Linked DNA regions of Gossypium hirsutum: region 1 is linked to region 2. Evidence: chromatin contacts called from public Hi-C data. All regions are on one chromosome and are shown on one strand. Each heading gives the region's core, a stretch centred on a gene start, on an enhancer-like site or on the middle of the called end of the contact. The rest is flanking DNA. Distances are from core to core; before and after follow the strand shown.

Region 1 (4,406 bases), core at 334-2,833, 220 kb before region 2:
ACATGTGGAAAAAAATGATAAAAAATAAAAATCAATAAAAGTTATAAAAATGATTAAATTTAATAAAAAATATTTAAAAATTAAAAATTAGAAAAAAATTATAAAAAAATTGTAAAATTTTATAAAAATCATAAAAAATTATAAAATATATAGAAATATAGAAAAAATATATAAAATTTTGTAAAATCGTAAGAAAATTATAAAAAAATGTAAAGAAATTTAAAATTTGTAAAGAAATATAAAAAATTATCGTACTAAAAGAAGCATTTTATAATTTTTCTATAACTTTATTGATTTTTATTTTTTATCATTTTTTGTCATATGTCACATTGTGTTGCGACATATGATGACTTCAACTGGAAAAAAAACTGGGGGTCATTCACTTTAATGGTCAACAGTTAAAGTTAATGGTTAAAGGGCCTTTTTGATGCATTTTATAATTTTTTTATGATTTTTATAAAATTTTACAATTTTTTCTAATTTGTAAATATTTTTATTAAAATTTAATAATTTGTATAAGTTTTATTGATTTTTATTTTTTTATATTTTTTTGCCACATGTCACGCCATAGTTGTGACACAAGATGACATTAACTGAAAAAAATGAGGGACAGCTATTCTTTAATGATCAACTGTTAAAGTTAATGGACGAATGACATTTTTTGTTGAATTTTATTTATATTTAAATAAAAATTTTAATTAGGAAGGAGATAAACTTGATTGACAATTTTTTTAGCTTTAAAATAAAAAGGTGGGTGTCTTGGAAAATTTAAATTTAAATTTAGAAGAAAATTAAGAAAAGAAACGAAAAACAAATTAAAAATGAAATTGATAAATTTAAATTTATAAGAAAAATAATCTATTGAATCTTAGTTTGATTAGCATAGGCATTGTTGCTAATGCAGGAGGATGAGTCTGAGTACGCTAAAGTGCATTGTTCTTCTATTTATGGATTGGAGAGGAGTTATGAGTAATTTTAGGCATAGTATAAAAAAATAGTTTATATGAAATTTTTGTCATTACCCTTTAACGTTTTGGCCACTCAGCTTCAAAAAGTTACAAAATGGTCACTAAATTATTCAAAAATTTTCATTTTAAGTTATTGAACTATTCAAAATTTTTTATTTAAGTAACTGGGCTGATAAGTTTCTTTTTTAAAAAAAAATTCGATTAGCAAGCTCTAAACGACAATTTGATGATTGATATAGTGGATTGACACTCATCGACGAGTAGAACATACTTTAGATTCAAGTTAATTTGATGATCAGTGTCGGAGATTGGATAATACAGCTGTTTAGATTTTGGTTTGCAGATTCGTAACTTTCAAATTTGTTTTATGAAAAAAATTGAGCTAGAGAAGAGAAAGGGAATAGGAGTTTTTGATTAATGTAAGTCGTGTGAGCAGAAAAAGCCATGCAACAATGATTTTAACAGTCTAATGACTTAAATGAAACTTTTGGATAATTCAATGACTATTTTGTATCCTTTTAAAGTTAAATAACTAAAACATAAATTTACTAATAATTTAATGATTTGGATGTAATTTTCCATAGTTTTTAATGCATCGGATGTTACCAAAACCGTTTGGAGAGCAATTTTTTTTTTTTTGGATTTGGGGGCTTGCTATTGGTCCAAAATAACGACTTCTTAATCCAAAACAATTGGAGACAAAGCGCAGAGCCAAATGGCACAGCCATTATCACAGATCAGCTGAAAGTGAAAACTATTACTGAAAAGCTCCTAACTGTCGTTCGCCGTCGCGCACAACCTCCTCAACCACCGCAGCTTCCGTCGGCCAATGACTTCGTCTCTAGGCACCACCGCCTCTTCTCGAATCTTAGCATCTTCCTCCCCCGGAGTTCGACTTTCTCTCCATCCCCCCACCTCTTTTTCTCTCCTTTCTTTCTCTTCCTCTTTTAAGCCCTTCGCTTTCTCTCCATCTTCTCATTTCTCTTCCCACCAGGTTAATTCCTCCTTTCACATTTCCTAGTTCTTTCTTTCTTTTTATTTTTTTATTTTTTATATAAATGTTCTTATTCTTTTTAGTTAATTTTGTTTTTTGTTCATAAAATAGAGGAGATCGGCAGTTAATGTGTCGAGTAGCAGAGGATTCGGCACAGTTGCAAGTCCGAAATGTGCAGCTTCGAATCCTGATCAGTTGAAGAGTGCTAGAGAAGATCTCAAGCAACTTCTCAACTCTCAGTTCTGCCATCCTATTCTGGTATTAATGTCTTAATTCTTGTTCTTTCTTTCTTGGGAATAATGTCGCTATGCTCTTTGAGTTTTTAGCATAGAAGAAAGATTTCTCGGTATATTGCGAATAAATGTTTGAATTTAATGAATTTTATTTCATATTTGAAGAAATGAAGTACTTATTAGTAGTTTAGGTAGAGCATTAAGGGTGGTTTCAGTTTAAGCAGCATTAATAATATGTAGAGTGAAAGGATGAAAAGAGAAAGGTGGAGAAGTTAAAAAAAAAAAAAAAGAATTTTGAGTATGTTAGGTAGAAAAGTAAAGCCATGAGCAAGAAAACATGAGGGTGATTATTTTTCACTCTAATACATAGAAACAAATAATTTCAAATTCCAATGCCAAGAGGAGAGAAAAACTGAGAGTCAGTGAGTGTGCATATTTACAAGATCATTTTCTTTTAAAACATGTATATTGTACTTAGTTTTAGCCGAGGATAAACGATGTTTATTTTCATATACTTGAAATTTGATTTTATAAACTTCAGGTTCGCCTAGGATGGCATGATGCTGGTACCTACAACAAGAACATTGAGGAATGGCCACAAAGGGGTGGAGCGAATGGAAGTCTTAGGTTTGAAGTAGAGCTAAAACATGCCGCCAATGCTGGTAACATGTTCTTTGTCTACTTATACAATGTAATTAGTTAGTTGGTAATTGGTAGCACTGTTGTCTCATTATCTTTTGTTTCAGGCCTAGTGAATGCATTGAGTCTTATTCAGCCTATCAAGGACAAGTACTCTGATGTAACTTTTGCTGATTTGTTCCAGTTGGCTAGTGCTACTGCTATTGAGGTCTTACTTGCTGTTACTCTTGAATGTATATCTTTTTGATTGATTTTGTAGTTGTACTAAGAATCGACATGTAATTCAGGAGGCTGGAGGACCCAAAATTCCCATGAAATATGGAAGGGTGGATGTCTCCGGTCCTAATGAGTGTCCTGAGGAGGGCAGGCTACCTGGCAAGTGAACCTTATAATGGTGCATGATTGTTCATGTCAATTTAAATTGTGGGGAGATTCCTAAATTAAGAAATGTAACTGGAAACTTGAGGCATACAATCCATTGGCAAGCTGGGCTGCTAACTGGCTTGAATGATTGGACAATGAATTGAACGTGTCTTGTTTTAGTCCATTTAATTCTGAATTTCTGGGAAGTTTACTGCACTGTTGTGAAGTGGTTATGGTTAACAGATTATTTATCTGTATCTGGAAAAGGAAGAGATATAACTACGTGCTCCCTAATCTGCAGCATATAGCAGCAAATACCTGAAATGACATTATTATAGATTAATAAGAATATGGGGATCCTTAAAATTTTCAGAAGAGTAATACTAGGTTCTTAAAGATAAACAGGCGGACCATGTTTTAGCCGTCATTGTATGACAGTTGTTCACCTAAGAACCTAGAATATTATTAACATAGCTTTATGTTGCCTTACGTTTGCACACTTCGTGCTTCTAGGTTGTTTAGACTTCAGACTATTAGCATAATTTGGGCATTGCTTATGCCTCCTTTTTCCCTCATAGGTACCAATGCATTCGCTTATGCTTATGTCTAGAGACCACTAACCTTATAGCGTTTCTCTGTTGCTTAGATGCTGGACCACCTTCACCTGCTGATCATCTACGAGAGGTTTTCTACCGAATGGGATTAAATGACAAGGTAAACTTCATTGTAAAAATCCTTATTATGATGGAACAATGATCTTAATCATCTGACCTTCTGACATGTAGGAAATTGTTGCATTATCTGGTGCACACACGCTTGGGAGGTCCAGACCAGAACGTAGCGGTTGGGGTAAACCAGAAACCAAATATACGGTATTTAATCTGCCTGTGTTGATATGGATAGGGAAAATCTTTGTCTCAGTAACTTCAGTCGTTTATTTATCATTTCTGATTCTTGATCGAGGCTAGAAATTTTTGGGGGAAATGCTTACCGTTATAGTTTATTGTACTTACCATAGAAAATACAAAGTGCCATTATTTAGCAAATTAATATTCCTAAGAGAAGCAGTCCCCTTATCCTAGATGCATTTGGCTTCAATAGGATAAATACGGGGGACTGCCTCCAAATATTTGATCAAATCTGAACCTTGACTAAGAACTGGCCTGTCAACCTCTTGAAGTTCTTGATGCCAAACCTGCCAATAGATAT
Region 2 (3,965 bases), core at 111-2,610:
TCCCCCTATTTTTCTCTCATTTGCAATTCCAAGGCAACTCCTTTTGCTCCTCCTTGCTGACGTTTAGCAACAAGCTCATCGGTCCTTTTGCTTATCCTTGCTCTACACTGCTTTTGCATCTCCGTCCAGTTGCCCAGCAGTTAAGCCCCTGTCGGCATCGTGCCTCATCCTAAACAGGCAAGGTGGTGGTTCCGCCCACTCATTACCTTGCTGCATCGTTGCTTTGCTTATGTCAGTCACACACTTCCCCCTATAATAGTTTGCAATGTCCTTTTTTCTTGAAGGAAGATATATAGTATAAAGAATTTAAATAGAATTTTTTTTTATAACTTGGTTAATTAAATTGGGTGATTACCTATTGAGTTTTATGTACATGGATATGGTAAAAGGACAAGACACTTTGAGCTTGAATTTGATGATGTAAATAGTTTTTTATATATAATTATTACTTTTATATTTTGAGATAATTATAATTATAATTATTTTTATTTTTATTTGTGTTTGAACAAATTTATTTGAAAAAATATAATTTTCTGCAAAAGACTCGTAATGAACAAACATAGTTTTTGGATAATTATTATATTATGGAAAAACATAATTTATGTCATAAATTATGTATTAAGTGACACTTTCTTTAATAAAAAAAAACACATTATGCACATATAAAACTCAATAATGCTATTTTCATTATTCTATTTTTTTGTTGTTTTAAGACTTTTTATATTCTAGAGGCAAAATTAAAACCTAAAGAATAGTCACGCCTCAAGTCTGTATCTTATTTCCCTCAAATTTGTCTTCTTACACCACAAGTTTTTAACAATTCAACTGCTATCCAGCATCCCTCATTTCAAGCACACAAACGCCTCTCCATCTTGCTCCCTTTTTTTTTTTTTTTAATGTCTTTGGACCACTCGGATTTTGGTCTATTAGGTTCCACAAGAACTTAATTTTGTCTAAAATTCTATTACATCTATTGATTCAAGTTAGAGATATTTCTACAATCACGAGAATCTCTTTGCTCCCAATTTTGATAGGGAGGTTTGATTCAAGCAATGAGAGTGCTTTTCTGTGTCATTAGGTTTACTAGTATTTTGGGGCTTTAATGGGCATGGGATCAAACTTTCTCTATTCAATGTAGGTGAGTGAGTCTATAACTTAATGGGCTTTTGGCTGGATAGGACTTGTGTTCCCGTTTTGCTTATACCTTTTCTTTGCTAAATGAAGTTTCCATAAAAAAAAAAAAAAAATAAAAGGCCCACTCATTTCTAGAACTCATTTCTAGAACCTTACACTGCCCAATACCTTGATGCCGAAGAAAAACCCAGAACTCTCCACTTTGCTCCTTTTTTAGCTTAAACTTCATATTCCTACACTTCCGTTCTCATCAATAAAAGGCGAAACCCAGCCCCCGCAAGAGCTTCAATCAAACCCCAGAAGAACACAGGCAAACAATCCTACCTTTCAAAAAAAAAGAAGAGAAGATGTTCTTTTTCTTTGTGGGTGGATTAGAGCAACAAGCAAGACAAGTGCTGAAATCAGGTGTGGGAAGGTGCATAAACTGTGGTTCCAGAGCTGATCTTGTGGAGTATGAGAAAGTATTGAAGCTTTTCTTTGTGCCTGTTTGGAGATGGCCTGGGAAAGACCCACTCTTGCATTGTAACAATTGCAAACTTTTCTTCCCTCAGGATTTGTCTTTTCCACCTCCCAAGATCGATTCTTCATCTGCTGCCGTTTTTGTGACAAGCTTGTTGAGCCCGAGTTCAGGTTCTGCCCCTTTTGTGGCTCTGCTATCTAAAATTTTCCCTTTTGGTGAAGAACCTTGATGGGGTAATAAGGGGTTTAGATTGCTTCTGTATATACTGGATTTTTAGTTTCTTTCTTGTGTAATAAGGTGTTGATTAGTATATCAATAAATTTTATTGATAAAGTATCATACATGTCTGCCCATTCAAACACCAATGATAGGAAAGACACAGGCTCATATAAATGCTTAATGCCACTGACATGGTCTCGTTGCTCAAGTCTTGAAAGACAATACAAAAGCAAAAACTGACCATATTCTTGAAGAATTTTCAAGTTTAGCTGCTTTCAAAAGGTTAGTCATAAGCACTATCACGAGAATGGTCTATCATAGCTACCAAATGTTGTCAGAAAGTCATTTGGTTATGTAGCCAAGGGGGGTTTCAATTTTCAACTAGGTTTTTAGCTACTCAAGCCCGCTAATCCACTACCCAAATAATGGAAAAATGAGACATGCCTCCGTGACAACATTCTATATAATAATCTTGTTGTCGTTGTTGATGAAAGGTAAAAGCATACATGAACCTGGTGAAGATGTGTTGTGCACTCTTTGGTACTTTCCCAGGCTTTGATATCCCGACGTCAACAGTACCAAACCCGGTGGTCGAAATTCCATATCAATAGGATAAGGGTCCCAGTATCCTTGGAGCCTTGATGACGGTGTATAGAACTTAACCAAACTGAGATGTTCGAATACCAATAAGGAAGATACTGTTTTAACACAATGACTTCATCTTCACATTGTGCAATCGCGTTGATGGCAATTTTAAACATTTTCCATCTGATGTGTATTCCCACTCTGACACATGTTCTTGAAACATTTTTTTACAACTGGTTAAACACATTGATGGACTGGATATCAGTGAAAGCATATCTAGTGTGTAAACCATTCATCAATATATGTCTTTCCTTTTCAGAAAAATACGATACCGAGTGGCTGTAAACTTCCTCAAATCTTACTAATGGTGGTAGGGACATTGGATATGACCTTTCACTGAACCAAGGTGCAGAGGACATGCTCTATGTGCACAGGTGTTCTGGAAAACTTCTTGATTTGCCAATGTTTCCACAAAAAATAACCCATGGCTCGAAGCAATCAATTTGAATCCGAACGTATTGTGGTTGTTCTTTTTTTACTATTATCATTACTATGATGCTTATGGTAATTAATTCAAGTCTGACCCAGAATCATTGGATTTTTCTGTAATCCTTGTTGCATGCTTCTCATAGTAGAAATTATAAGAATCACAGTTTATCTACCTCGCAGTTCCATTAACCTCTAATTTTGGCTACTTGTATGTCAGCTTCTGCAAGTTCTCCTTGCAATTCTGTGAGCTCCTTCTTCATGGTGCCCATAGACTTGAATTCACGAGCCAAAGTATTCAACACTTCCACTGCCTACAAGCACATCCAACAAGCTAACGCAAATAAAAGCTTCCCAAAAGATTAATAGGTAAAGAGATAAACATCGAGATTGAAAAAGACCTTTTAACCTTTTCACGAAGAAGCATGATTGTGAGCAAATCTTGTCCAGCCCACCCGTCACGGTACTGAATATCATATTTGGCCACTTCCAATGCCTGGCACCCCAAAGCCCCATCTAACGCCCTGAAACTGCACCAATCTCTTAATGAAGCCATAAAATCAAGTACCCATATCACTCAAGCAAACAAAGAAGAATATTTTCCAAGGTTGAAATGAAAGCTACCCAAAGACTAAATTATTAAGGTAAGAAAGTGTGCACACAAATTTAGCTGAAACATTATACATTTATTTGGTCTAAAGCTTAATTTTCAGCAGTGAATGCAAGTGCCAATATGCGCGATCTTCGATTGAGACACATATCTTTGTTCTTGTGGGGCTCCTTGCCACCTCGGATGTGTTGGTGTTCGTTATTTCCTTGGTCCAGGTTTTAGTTTAGTTTCCAGTTATTTTTCGTTCCTTAGCAAAAATACAACTTCTGGGGTTTTCTTTGGGTTTTTCCATTACAAAATGTAATCCTAGCAGATTCCTTTGATGTTGCAAGCTTCAACACTTCGATTGAACCTTTATCTCAAAATAAGATGGGAAGTACTTTATTCAAAAAATTATGTTTTTGAGATTCTCTTTTCTATGAAAGAGACCACAAAAAGGTCCTACCGGGAGTCGAACCCAGGTCGCTGGAT

The links. A called contact is a pair of places that touch in the nucleus more often than the background predicts.
Region 1: a Hi-C map of leaf shows a contact between it and region 2, with 1.9 times the contacts expected there. The contact joins the promoter of LOC107962527 here to the enhancer-like site in region 2. A contact is called at or near these places in 10 of 34 Hi-C or Micro-C datasets (anther, callus, leaf and 1 more).

The regions. Positions count from the first base shown.
Region 1 is chrA06:7,789,192-7,793,597 of Gossypium_hirsutum_v2.1, reverse strand. It overlaps LOC107962527 (probable L-ascorbate peroxidase 6, chloroplastic/mitochondrial), which reads left to right and starts at 1,583. Exons shown (of 12, transcript XM_016898945.2): 1 at 1,583-1,962; 2 at 2,074-2,220; 3 at 2,737-2,857; 4 at 2,942-3,042; 5 at 3,122-3,209; 6 at 3,844-3,911; 7 at 3,983-4,069. The coding sequence starts at 1,798.
Region 2 is chrA06:7,569,481-7,573,445 of Gossypium_hirsutum_v2.1, reverse strand. TRNAQ-UUG (transfer RNA glutamine (anticodon UUG)) reads right to left here; the gene lies at 3,931-3,965. It also overlaps the pseudogene LOC121230377. Among protein-coding and RNA genes, the nearest start is that of TRNAQ-UUG, 2.0 kb to the right of the region's middle. Within about 2 kb of position 1,360, at least 3 of the 9 cell types and tissues checked have an H3K27ac peak or open chromatin away from gene starts, as enhancers often do. A contact at or near this core is called in leaf, where this site is marked.